Linked DNA regions of Nomascus leucogenys: region 2 is linked to region 1. The links are chromatin contacts, called in public Hi-C maps. All regions are on one chromosome and are shown on one strand. The core of a region is the stretch at or near the end of the contact, and the rest is flanking DNA. Distances in the headings are between cores, read along the strand shown.

Region 1 (7,054 bases), core at 3,853-6,352:
ATTTTATACAAAATATCATCAATCTGCTAGTGTCACCTACTGGTGAAAATTGGCTACTGCTGTGGAAACAATTCTATTGATTTCTTAGTGCTCTTGAATTTTGATGGTTATGTAACAAGTGTTCTGTAGGAAGTATTAGTAAACGATAAAAATTCAACAAAATAGAAAAGTATTAAAATTTATGTGATATATAAGTTGCACATGAAGAGGAAATATCAGAAAAACAACCTTTACGTTTACATATCCATAAGCCTCAACTCAAAACTAAAATCAGTTTTGATTTAGGGAAGAAAAAGTTAAATGAAGGCAAATGGAAGTATGTGGAAAAGGTGCTTTATATGATACTCTCTCAAAATTTTTCATACAATCCAATAGTTTAAGTAAAAGCAATAAATCAAATGTACAGCTTTTTATGCAAAAATAGCATCTATTCATTTTTGGGGTTAGCCATACCCCAAAGTCTCTCATTAATAGCACTGAATTCAGGATCTCATGATGCTTCATGTTCTCAAATGCCTTTTCATTTCCCCGCACAGCAACCTCTGAACTGTGATTCAGTTTTATAACAGCTGCAATAAACTCCACTAGAAGGAGGACTGGTCTATTGACAAGGGCCTTTCAGTTCTAGCTTACAGTCAACTATTGACAAATTTTTCCTTATTTGTTCTTTGGACAATTTTTGTTTGCTCCAGGATTTAATTTTTTAAATTAAAAATTATATGGCAGCTGTATTGTTTGTTTGTTTGTTTTTCTAAATCCCGTAAGACTCAAAAGAGAATGAGTGAAGCACTCTGGCAATCAGTCGACTATCAATCTATTTTTACCAAGTAATCATAAATTTTCCATCTGCTGTGGAAGACACCAAGTTGGACCCCTGTATGGGATGTGAGAGGTGTGAGATACTCCCTTCCTTCTTCCTTCCTCCACCTTCTTCTTAGAAAGGTATACACATTTTATTAACATATACACAGGGAGAACCACAGAGTGATTACCCCCTTCTTTCTTAGTTTTGGAAATTTTTCTTTTGAAATGATTTCAGACTCAAAGAAAAGTTGCAAGAAGAATACAAAGAACTCCTGCATACTCTTCATTCAAATTGGTTTTATTAGATTATCTTGATAGATAGATAGAGACGGTATACATGTTATACATATATAAAGCTTATATATATAATATATAAAAAGTTTTTTGTAACCACCAAAGAATAAGTTCAGATGTGGTGCCCGCTTACCTTTAAATACTTCAGTGTGCTTTTCTCTAGAAAAAGGACCTCTTAGTGTGATAATGGTGCCGTTTTCACATTCAGGAAATTCACATTGACAATACCATTTTCTTAAAGTCCTTGTTCAAATCTCACCAATTGTCTAAAGAATTTTAATAGCAAAAACAATTTTTCTGGTGTAGGCTCCAGATTGCTAGGCCTATATGTCACATTTAGTTATCATGTCTCTAGGGTCTCCTTTAACCTCTAACTTCCTCAGCTGTTTCAAGACCCTGGCATTATATATATATATACACACACACACACACACACATATATATATACACAAAAAAAAAAAAAAAAAAAAAAAAAAAAAAAAAAAAAAAAAAAAAAAAAAAAAAAAAAAAAAAAAAAAAAAAAAAAAAAACACACACATATATATATACACATATATATATATATATACTTTTTTTGTTTTTGGCAAATTATACCAGCTAGTTACTTTGTAGAATGTCTCTCAATTTGGGTTTGTCTAATGTTTCCTTGTGATTGGATTTAAGTATGTGAATCTTTTCCTCATTTCCTTGAATATCTTGATTAGATGCGTTTTTGCATTTTGGGCATGCATTTTTGGCAGGAATATCACAGAAGTCATGCTGTTTCTTTTCAGTTAATCAAATCATGATACACATCATGTCTGTTTGTCCCAATCCTTGTGGGATTAACCTTGATCATTAAGTTGGTATCTGCCAGGTATCTCCACTGTACAATTACTGTTTTTCTCTTTGTAATTAATAAGTAATTTTTGGAAGATATTTCCTCATGAAGCTTTTGCCAACTAACTTTAGAATAGAATTGATGATTCTTTCCGAATCAATTTTAATTGTGATAGTTGCCAAATGGTGATATTTTAAATTTGTTATTCCTTCTGCATTTATTAGTTTTCTAACTGTAAGAAAGTGATTTTCTTTCCTATTTATGTAATCATTTATTTATTTATGTTAGTGTAGACTCATGGATTCTTATTTGAGTCAATGAGTTACAATCCACTACTGTCATTTTGGTGACCAAATTGTCCCAGATCTGGTCAGTGGGAGGGAGCTCCTTCAAACTGGCTCCTATGCCTTTTTGACGTGTCCTCATAATTTTTTACCCACTTCCTTACTTTCTGGCAAAACAAGATTCTCAAGTTCATCATGAATTTCTCTATTCCATTCCTGGGCTCAGCCACTTCTCCAAGGATCCCTGGTTTATTTTAGTGGAGAATGATATTTATAAAGCAAGATCTGGTGCTAGATGTACCTATTGCTACTGGGGTGTCGCTGCTTCTAGGTCCTCCTGGGAATCAGTGCAAGAAAATATAAATACACACACACACACACACACACACCACACACATATCTACATCTATTTATAAATCTAAATTTTAAAAATGAGTTCACACTGATATCTTCAGTTGCAAGCCAGCATTATAGAGTTTATTCTAACCTTCCTCATTTTCCTTTTTTTTTTCTTTTCCTTTTCTTGCTTTCTTTCTCTTTCTTTTTTTTTTTTTTTTTTTTTTGTTTGTAACAGGGTCTGGCTCTGTCACACAGACTGGAGTGCAGGGCTCACTGCAACTTCCGCCTCCCAGGCCCAAGTGATCCTCCCCCTCAGTTTCTTTGAGTTGCCAGGACCATAGGCACGCCACCACACCTGGCTAATTTTTGTATTTTGTGTAGAGACAGGATTTCGCCATGTTGCCCAGTCTGGTCTCGAACTCCTGAGCTCAAACTATCCACCCGCCTTGACCTCCCAAAGTGCTGGGATTACAGGCGTGCCTGGCCACCGTAAACATCTTACGACCATGGGTGGTGACTGGCAAGAAATGTGCCTTGCTAGTTTTAAGATGGAGTTATTTTTAAAATGGTGTCATCCTGGCTCTCCTATGCTCCCGTTTCCCAGTTTGACAACCAACACGATCTTTCTGATCAGCTCATCTTTACTTAAAAACCATCATTGCGGCCAGGCGCGGTGGCTCACGCCTGTAATCCCAGCACTTTGGGAGGCCAAGGCAGGTGGATCATGAGTTCACGAGATCGAGACCATCCTGGCTAACACGGTGAAACCCCGTCTCTACTAAAAAATATTAAAAAATTAGCCGGGCGTGATGGCGGGCGCCTGTAGTCCCAGCTACTCGGGAGGAGAAGGCAGGAGAATGGCGTGAACCTGGGAGGCGGAGCTTGCAGTGAGCAGAGTTCTCGCCACCACACTCCAGCCTGGGCGACAGAGCAAGACTCCATCTCAAAAACAAAACAAAACAAAAAAACAAAAAAAAATCATTGCCTCTCCAGTGTTCTTACACTAAAGGTGCCATCTGCCTAACGTAATTTAGGAATGCCTGTATGTTTTGGTACTGTTTAAATATTCCCAGCTTTGCCACTCCCCTTCTCACACCAACATCCAGTCATCTGGAAGATCTTTCCATTCCTCCAGTTCTCTCGTAACTAAAACAACTTCAGACTTAACCCTCATTCCCACAGGTAACTCGCCCTTAACTCTTCTTGTAGAACTTAAATTTCATGCACTGTTCTCTCCTTATGTCCCTCACTTACTTCCTAAATCTCTGGTAGATGTTCCCCTGTGGTCCTGTTACAGTTATTCTGACCTAAACAGAACTGATCACATTGCTTGCTGGGAAGATGCACATGCGATCTCTAGTGTATAGTAGGTCCTCAATAATTACTGGTGACTGGTAAAGCAGCCAAGGCCTTTTGACTATAAATCGATCTACGTTAATAACAATATTAGCACAGGATTCTATTCCCCTGCTGGATATTATTTACATTTGATAATGAATGAACTAATTCTCTTTGACAGCAAAACATGTATTCAGCTTACAGTCGAAAATGCAAGGCAAGGTACACAATAAGACGGATCCAAGCCCTGACCCCTCTGAGCTTTAAGCAGTCAGGTAACTACTTGTTCTGAAAAGTATTAACTGTCCTATTAACGTTAACCTTCACAACACAATGCCTTGTGTTCAGCTGGCCTTGGCCTCAAAGCACTTTCCTGGCACATTCCCTGAATTTAAAGAACGGTTTCCATACAGCTGAGAGCGTCGAGGCAGGGGTAAGTGTAGAGGATGCAAGAAATGGAGACACCCTGGGCAAAAGAACTCTAGACTGCACTCCAACCGTAGCACTTACTAGGCGTTGGACTCCAGGACCTTGACACTTGCGCTCGCTGGCGGCGAGCCCCGCCTCCCCATTCTGGCTCCACCCCCCCACCGAGCCTCATTTCCCAGACAGGCCCCGCCTCCCCACCCAGGCCTGTCTCCTCACTCAGGCCACGCCTCCACATTTAGGACACGCCTCCCCGCCCAGTCCCGTCTCCGTACTAGGGCTTGTTCCAAGCCCTGTTTCCTCGCCCAACCTAGCCTCCCCACTACGGCCTAACTCCAAGCCCTTCTCCTTGTCCAGCCCCGTCTCCACACTACTGCCTGGTCCTCAACTCCGCCTCCCCACTCCGACCCAATCTCCCTGACCAGCCCCGCCTTTACCCTCAGGCTCCGCCCCCCCGCCGGGTCTTGCCTCCAAAGCCCGGCCTTGTCCCACGCCACGCCTCCACACGGCCCCGCCTCCACGCTCGGCCTGGCACCAAGCTCTTCCTGCTACACCCTGTCTCCGCACTCCGCTCTGGTCCCGAGCCCGCCTCCAACCCCGCCCTGTCCCCCACACCCAGCCTGGCCCCGAGCCACGCCTCCTAGCCCGCCTTCACACTCCCGAGTCCCGCCTACATCCCCGCCCTGTCTCGTCACTCCGCCTGGTCCCGAGCCTCGCCTCCTGCCTCCACCCTGCCCCGCCCCCACACTCCCGAGCCCCGCCTTGTCTCCACACTCCGGCAGCTCCTCCCTACCCGGCCCCGCCTCTGCGCTCCGGCTGCCAGCCCTCCCTTCCAAGCTCCGGCTCCTCCTCTATCTTCACGCCCACGCCAGGCCCTGAGCCCCGCCTCCACGTCTCGGCGCCAACTCCACATCCTGGCTCCTATCTCTGCCTTCCAGGCATCTCCCAGCTGCACGCTCGGGCCCGGCTCAGAGCCCTAAGCCCTGCCTCCCGGTCCTGGCCCGTTTCCGAGAACTGCACCGAGCCTCTCCGCCCAGGCCCAAGGCCGAGCCCCTCCTCCACACCCGAGTCCGAGCCCCGCGTCCCGGATTCGCACCCGCCTGCCTGGGGCGGTGCTGCATCAGGTCCGGGTGTGGCAGGCGTCTCGGAGCGCCAGGTGCAGCTTCCGGGTCAAGATGGTCGCCGCCTGCCGCGCCGTAGCCGGGCTCCTGCCATGCCGCCGGTGCTGCTTTCCCGCCCGGGCCCCGCTGCTGCGCGTCGCCCTCTGCCTCCTGTGCTGGGCCCCGGTGGCTGTGCGCGCGGTCCCTGAGCTTGGGCTCTGGTTAGAGACAGTCAACGACGTAAGTGGAGTGTCGGGACCGAGGCGTGGCACGTCTCGGGCCCTTAGGGCCGTCGCGGGGCTTCGCTTGACCCCGGGCTTGTTCACCTGGCCTCTGCCGGGTCAGCACCGGGTCTCCTGATACCCTCCCCGAGCCTTTTGCCTGTTACAATCCGGGAGCGGGGAGCGGCCCCTCCTCCGGCCCGACCTAGGCTGCAGGGAAGAGCCGTCAGGATTGCGTATGGGACAGCCCTCCGGTCCGAGCGCTCGGACTATTACTGAGGGTCACCATTCCCGACGCCGTGGCCCTCATTTTGCTCTGACATGTTTTGGCTGGATCAGGAATCTCTCGGCACATCTAGCAGTATCTTTGGGATTCGACTCTTCCGGTCCGGATGCAGCCACAGTGGGCCACACCCCTGAGGCCGCAGGGAGGACTTGCCAGCGCTTCAGTTTCTGCATAAACTTAGAAAGCGCGTCTGCCGCTTCCTTTAAAAAAAGAAAAAAAAAAAAGAAAAAATTTAAATGAGGGGGAAACGTGCAGTAGTCACCCTACCTCTATTTCTCTCTTCCTGAGTTCCTGAATTTCTCTACAGTTCCTGTCACAGTTCCGGGAGAGGGAGTGTGTGTGTAGGTGGGGCGGGACTTGTGATTAGGGAGTGCTTGAAAGGCGAATCTGGAGGCATGAGTGGGTGGAAACTCTTCTTTCCAAGGCAGGCTATTAGAAAACTTGGCATCCAGTAATTAGAGGAGATGATGTGGGAGAGATGCAGGGGCAGAATTATGGAAAGTCTTGCAAAAGAGAGACAGGAAGTCTGGAAGAGGCATTATCTCCGGCTTCTCTGGGGTCAGATAACTCATCCAGCACTGTTTGGGATGGGTATTTTCCACATGCATAATGTCCAAGTTCTTTTTTTTTTTTTTTTTTTTTTTGAGACGGAGTCTCGCTCTGTCACCCAGGCTGGAGTGCAGTGGCACGATCTCGGCTCATTGCAAGCTCCGCCTCCCGTGTTCACGCCATTCTCCTGCCTCAGCCTCTCCGAGTAGCTGGGACTACAGGCGCCCGCCACCACGCCTGGCTAATTTTTTTTGTCTTTTTAGTAGAGACGGGGTTTCACCGTGGTCTCGATCTCCTGACCTCGTGATCCGCCCTCCTCGGCCTCCCAAAGTGCTGGGATTACAAGCATGAGCCACCGCACCCGGCCATAATGTCCAAGTTCTAAAGATGAGACTTATATTTTGATTTCCTTAACCAGAAAAAGTAGTTCCAAAGACTACAAATACTTCCCACAACACAAAAGCTACTCAGAGGAACACGCTGGGTATCTTTCTGGATCTTTTAAGACCTAGTGCAGCCATTTCCTCCAGGATTCTTCTGGGTTGGTGACCTAATTTGTGCGCCAGTTATATAGTCTGCACATCTCCATTATT
Region 2 (6,632 bases), core at 2,820-5,319, 170 kb before region 1:
GGTGGATCACCTAAGGTCTGGAGTTCAAGACCAGCCTGACCAACATGGAGAAACCCTCTCTCTACTAAAAATACAAAATCAGCAGGGGTGGTGGTGCATGCCTGTAATCCCAGCTACTCGGGAGGCTGAGGCAGGAGAATCACTTGAACCCAGGAGGCAGAGGTTGCAGTGAGCCGAGATCGCATCACTGCACTCCAGCCTGGGCAAAAAGAGCAAAACTCCACCTCAAACAAAAAAATTAATAAAAAATAAGTAAAACCACAAGTTATAGAGGGTATCTAAATAAGTCACTATGACAATGTAATAAAGTCATTATTTTCAACATTTATTGAAATTACCACACCTTAACTTTACCCTAGATGTGGCATCACACCGATCTCTCAGTTACATCTCAGTAGCCTTAAATTACAAGTAGATTATATCACTCTACATTTCAAAAACACAATGGGAAACGCAATAGAACCTTCTGTTTCTCGTGGATTGTAACCTCCTGAAGGGATCCCACCAAGCCAGCAGCACCATCAGAAGACCATAATTCAGAAGCTGGCTGCAGCTGGCGAAGTTGAAGGTTCAAAGCATTAGGGTGGTGCTTGCAGTGGTCTCGACCAAAAGGAACAAATTCCTGCAAATCCCTGGCTGCAATCATCGTTGCCCTTTCTTCATAGTAGTTCGACATGGGTTCCAAATATCAACATTATTTCTGTATGAATTCAAACACATTCTGGTCAGCTTCCAGACTCAAAACTAGAATAAAAATACCATAAACACACAAGTCATTAATCCTTACATAGGTGTTAAGTAATTATATCAGATTGGTAAGTATATAAGTTGGTCATAACATAAAAGGGCATTCTAGATCTGATTCTTTCAGACAGTTGCAATTATCACATTTTAGTCACAGAGTGACAGTTACCACTATAGGAAATCACTGAGATGCAACAAGTACTTATGTCCCGCACCACCTATCCTGTGTTTCCTACTACTATACGCTAATTTTTCCATACTTTATATATGAAGTATTTAGACAAGTTGTATTCTATAGTCCCATAACTACATGGCTTCTCAACATTTGAAGTCATTTCTGGTTAGATGCCAGAACCTCATTTGAAAAGTACATCTAAGGGATCATTGTCATATTGGAATAAAACTATAAAAAACCACATATTACTCTAATTCATCAGAGGTTGAACTGCTTTCAGCTGACCAATCTACAAAAGACATAAGTTATCAAATGTCATAAGTAGCTATGACACCCCCAATCCCACCTAAATATATAACTACGATCAATTTCAATTATTGGTCGAAACCCAAAGAACTGAGGCATGAATAACTCTAGCCATGGAACAGTTATGCTTGTAGATTTAAGGGTACTAGATTTTAATTAATTATTACATCTAATTAATCTAATTATTAATCTATTATAGTACAGTTTATTACTAAAAAAATGTGGATGAACTGTTAAAGCCTTCATCACAAGGTTAGGAAGCAGCCAGGCTTTAGACAAAAGTACAGATAAGCATAATTAGATTGCCCTTTGATCCACTTTCCTGTACCTGCTTATACATACCATGTTCCTATACATAGCATTTTTCATGTTAGGAGCCTAAGACTTTTGAGATGATGCAAGCTAGTCTTAAGACCCCATCAAGGAACCACATTAGCATGAGAATGTGGTTTATCTCTCTGTCCTGTGACTTCATCCTTCATTCTCTGACCAATCAATACCTTAGCCCACTACCCTCTCTTTAAAACCTCTGGGCCGGGCGCGGTGGCTCATGCCTGTAATCCCAGCACTGTGGGAGGCCGAAGCAGGCGGATCACCAGGTCAGGAGATCGAGACCATCCGGGCTAACATGGTGAAACCCCAGCTCTACTAAAAATACAAAAAATTAGCTGGACTTGGTGGCGGGCACCTGTAGTCCCAGCTACTCGGGAGGCTGAGGCAGGAGAATGGCGTGAACCCAGGAGGCGGAGGTTGCAGTGAGCCGAGATCATGCCATTGTACTCCAGCCTGGACAACAGAGCAAGACTCTGTCTCAAAAAAAAACCAAAAAAACCAAAAAACCTCTAGACCATAACTCTTTGGGGAGGCTGACTTGAAGTTTCCTCAGTCTCCTAGTACGGTGGCCCTGCAAGTAAAATACTTTATCTGCTGCAATCCCCGTTGTTTCCGTGTATTGACTTGCTGCTCATAGAGCAAGAGACCTATATGGTTACACAAACACCCAAAGCCTATGTAGTTCCTTTGCAGCTCCTCCAAAGCCACAAAGTTATTTTGCTGTGAATTAAATGTTATTCTTGGCCGGGCGCGATAGCTCACGCCTGTAATCCCAGCACTTTGGGAGGCTGAGGTGGGAGGATCACCTGAGCTCAGGAGTTTGACACAAGCCTGGCCAACATGGTCAAACCCTGTCTCTACTAAACACACACACACACACACACACACACACACACACACACACACACACAAAATTACTCGGGCATGGTGTGGGCGCTTGTAATCCCAGCTACTTGGGAGGCTAAGGCAAGAGAATCGCTTGAACCTGGGAGGCAGAGGTTGCAGTGAGCCGAGATTGCGCCATTGTACTCCAGCCTGGGGGACAAGAGCGAAACTCCATCTCAAAAAAAAAAAAAAAACAGTTATTCTGGATACAATTATGTCACAAAACATGACACAAGTTTTGTTTTTCCTCCTGCTAGAAATAAATGAGTACAGGGACACTTGAACTTGGAACACAAGTAAAAAGTGCCTTATAAAACTTACAAGGGGCAGGGCTTGGTGGCTCACGCCCGTAATCCCAGCACTTTGGGTGGCCGAGACGGGCGGATCACTAGGTCAGGAGTTCAAGACCAGCCTGACCAAGATGGTGAAACCCCATCTCTACTAAAAATACAAAAATTAGCCAGACGTGGTGGCAGGCGCCTGTAATCCCAGCTACTTGGGAGGTTGAAGCAGAGAATTGCTTGAACACGGGAGCCGGAGGTTACAGTGAGCCGCAATGGCGCCACTGCACTCCAGCCTAGGAGACAGAACAAGACTCCTCCTCAAAAAAAAAAAAAAGAACCCAACAACAACAACAACAAAAAAACCTTAAAAGAAAACAAAATTCAAAATTCAGCTGGTCTTCCTATATTTTATTCAACAGAATAACCAACATCAACGAACTTTTGACTTTATGAAACTTTAGTTCTGCAATTTTATGTTATTTTCTTATAACTTTGAGAGAAAACTACAGAATTGTTAAAGAATTATTTATCATTTTGTACCGATTAATGCCACATATTTAATACTTTTTCAGTACCCCAAACTTTTAGAAATGTTTTTACTTGTTAGGTGCAACATAAACAGCTACACATAAAAATACTATTAAATTCACATTTTATAAATAACAGTATCAGCAATGATTCCTACAGACAAACACTACCCTGCCAAAAAAAAAAGAGACCCAATTCACACTAACGGGAGCTTCAGTCTCCACAAGACCTTCCCCAGCCGTTCTAGAGGACGGTGAAAACAGGCTGAGAGCCCGAGGCTCAGAAAATCAGCTCAGAGGGGCTGGAGGCCAGTCTAGAAGCTGAGGCTGCACATGGGATGCTGCGCACAGCTCAGGAAAGAGGTTGGCGACCAGTGAGCCGGAAGGAGCACCCCAGCCCGCAGGCCAGGAACCCCCTCAGCCCCGGGGCACGCTCAAGGCCCTCCCTCGGGTTCCCAGTCCCCCGGGTTTCCAGACCTACGGCCATCAGGGGTTGGATCGGCCTCGGGACGGGTGCGAGAGTCACGCGGCGCGCGACAGACCACCAAGTGCTGCGGTCCGGCGCCCGCACCTGTGTAACTCCGGACGCGTCAGGCGCGGCGAGCCCCGGCTGCTCCCCGGAGGCGCAGGGGCCGAGGAGGCCCGAGGACAGCGGCGGGGTCCGTCACAGTGACTCTTCGGCCGCGGCAGCTTCTCATTCCCTCTCCCTCCCCTATTCTGGAGGAAGAACGGGAAACAGCAGCGGGCTCGAATGCTAATGGCAGGAAGGCGTGCGAGACGTTCAAATGGACGCGTCCATCTTGACTTTCCCGTCTTGCCTCGCGCCGGGGCGGGGCATCGCGAGAGGCGCGCGGCGTCCTAGCAGTCCTGGCGCCTGCGCTGTTGCGGGAAGACCGAGGCAGGGTAGAACTTGTGGGCTATTTCCACCTTCCGTGCGACTGATCCGAACCCCGAAGCCGGATTCTGTCTGCTACAGTCCGTACAGTGATGGGATCCTCCTGGCGTCCAAGTTCTCTTTAGCTCATGTCACTAGGGACCTGAACTGCCTTATAGATCTCAGGGTTTTTTCTTCTGGTTTCGCTTCCGCCTCCTGACCCCACGTGGAAGTAGGCACCTCAGGCTGAGGGTGGGGAACAGGGGTTGCTGATTTTCTCTACGTGCAGTGAGTGCCCTATTCCTTTTTCGGTCCATACTCTTCGAAGAGTCGATGAACTGTGTGAAGGTCCTCACAGAAACATTGCTTGCAATTCCCAGATTCAGAGACACTTTGAGGCGATTCAAAGACCCAAATTAAGAACCCCAGCGGCCACTCGCGCCTGTAATCCCAGCACTTTGGGAGGCGAGGTGAGAGGATAGCTGGAGCCCAAGAGTTTGAAACCAGCCTGGGCAATATAGCGAGACCCTGTCTCCACAAAAGAAAAATTTTAAAAATTAGCTTGGCGGCGTGGTGCGCACCTGTAGTCCCAGCTGCTTGGGAGTCTGGAGGATCACTTGAGTCGGGAGTTTGAGGCCACAGTGAGCTATGATCGCGCCACTGCACTCCAGCCTGGGCAACAGAGCAAGACCTTGTCTCAAAAAAAAAAAAAAAAAAGAATGGGTTATAGGAGAAAGGTTAGAAACAAAGATTCATGAAACAAAGTTAAATAAATACAAATATACCTAATTGATATTTTAAACTTTTGTTTGCGTGTGTGTGTGTGTGTGTGTGTTTTTCTTGAGACAGAGTCTCGCTCTGTCGCCCAGGCTGGAGTGCCGTGGCGTGATCTCGGCTCACTGCAACCTCTGCCGGCCGGATTCAAGCGATTCTCCTGCGTCAGCCTTCTGAGAAGCTGGGATTACAGGCGCCCGCCACCACGTCCAGCTAATTTTTGTATTTTCAGTAGAGACAGGGTTTCACCACGATGGCCAGGCTGGTCTCGAAATCCTGACCTCGTGATCTTCCCGCCTCGGCCTCCCAAAGTGCTGGGATTACAGGCGTGAGCCACTGCGCCCGGCCAATATTTTAGACTTTTTTTTTTTTTAAGTTTAGATTTACAGAAAAACTGCAGATAGTCCAAAAATTTCCCACATACCCTATACCCAGTTTCTACATCCAGTTTCCCTGTTATTAGTATTTTACATTAGTATAGTATATTTGTTAAAATTAATGAAATATCAACACATTATTAGTAATTAAAATTCATACTTTATTCAGTTTTTTTTAAGAGAGTCTTGCTGTGTTGCCTAGGCTAGAGTGCATGGGCACAAACACAGCTCACTGCGACCTTGAACTCCTGTGCTCAAGCAGTCCTCCTGCTTCAACCCCCCCAAGCAGATGGGACTCCAGGAGTAAGCCACTGCATTAGTTTGTAGGATATCCCTTAACTGAAATTTGTCTGATGTTTCTTCATGATTAGCCTGGGGATATGGATTTTGGGAAGGAAGATCATAAAGTGTCATTTTCATCACATCATATCAAAGGTACTTATCAACAGCATCACTTATCACTGCTGATGTCAACCTTGATCACCTGAAATAGTGTTTGTCAGATTTCTCTACTATGATGTTACATTTCCCCACTTTCCATATTGTACTCTTTGGAAGGAAGACAATATGTGCAGCCCTCAGTTACAGAGTGAGGCCAACTGATTTTGTTGTTGTTTTACAAACTTGCAAAAGCAAATGAAGGAGGGAAGCACCTTTTCAACAGTTAGTGTTGCAATATTTGTATATTCATATGGAAAAAAATGAATCTTGATTCATACTACACACCATATACAAAAATTAAAGTGCATCAAAGACCCAGATATGAGAGTAAAGCTGCCGGGCGCGGTGGCTCACGCCTGTAATCCCAGCACTTTGGGAGACCAAGGCGGGCGGATCACCTGAGGTCAGGAGTTCAAGACCAACCTGGCCAACATGGTGAAACCCCGTCTCTACTAAAAATACAAAAAAATAAATAAATAAAATAGCCAGGCGTGGTGGCAGGCGCCTGTAATCCCAGCTACTCAGGAGGCTGAGACAGGAGAATCACTTGAACCTGGGAGGCGGCAGTTGCAGTGAGTCGAGATCACGCCATTGCACTCCAGCCTGGGGTACAAGAGCAAGACTTCGTCTCAAAAAAATAAAAATAAAAATAAGAGTAAAGCTATACACTTAGAAGAAAACATAGCTATAAATCTTCATAACCTTGGATTAGGCAATGATGTCTTAAATATGGTACCTAAAGCACAAGGAACCTAGGAAAAAAATTGATAAGTTGGAGAAAAGTTTTAAATTTTGTGCTTCAAAGGTATTGTCAAGAAAGTGAAAAGACAACTCACAGAATGGGAGAAAAGATTTGCAAATAATCTGATAAGAGTCTGTTATCCAGAATAGTGAAGAAGTCTTACGACTCGA

Evidence for each region. A called contact is a pair of places that touch in the nucleus more often than the background predicts.
Region 2: a Hi-C map of a lymphoblastoid cell line shows a contact between it and region 1, with 6 times the contacts expected there. The contact joins the promoter of ANAPC1 here to the promoter of TMEM87B in region 1. A contact is called at or near these places in 2 of 4 Hi-C or Micro-C datasets (a lymphoblastoid cell line and an unstated tissue).

What each region holds. Positions count from the first base shown.
Region 1 is chr14:74,165,374-74,172,427 of Asia_NLE_v1, reverse strand. It overlaps TMEM87B (transmembrane protein 87B), which reads left to right and starts at 5,102. Exons shown (of 19, transcript XM_030827677.1): 1 at 5,102-5,645. The coding sequence starts at 5,481.
Region 2 is chr14:74,334,649-74,341,280 of Asia_NLE_v1, reverse strand. ANAPC1 (anaphase-promoting complex subunit 1) reads right to left here and starts at 4,069. Exons shown (of 48, transcript XM_030827303.1): 1 at 3,826-4,069; 2 at 464-700. The coding sequence starts at 676.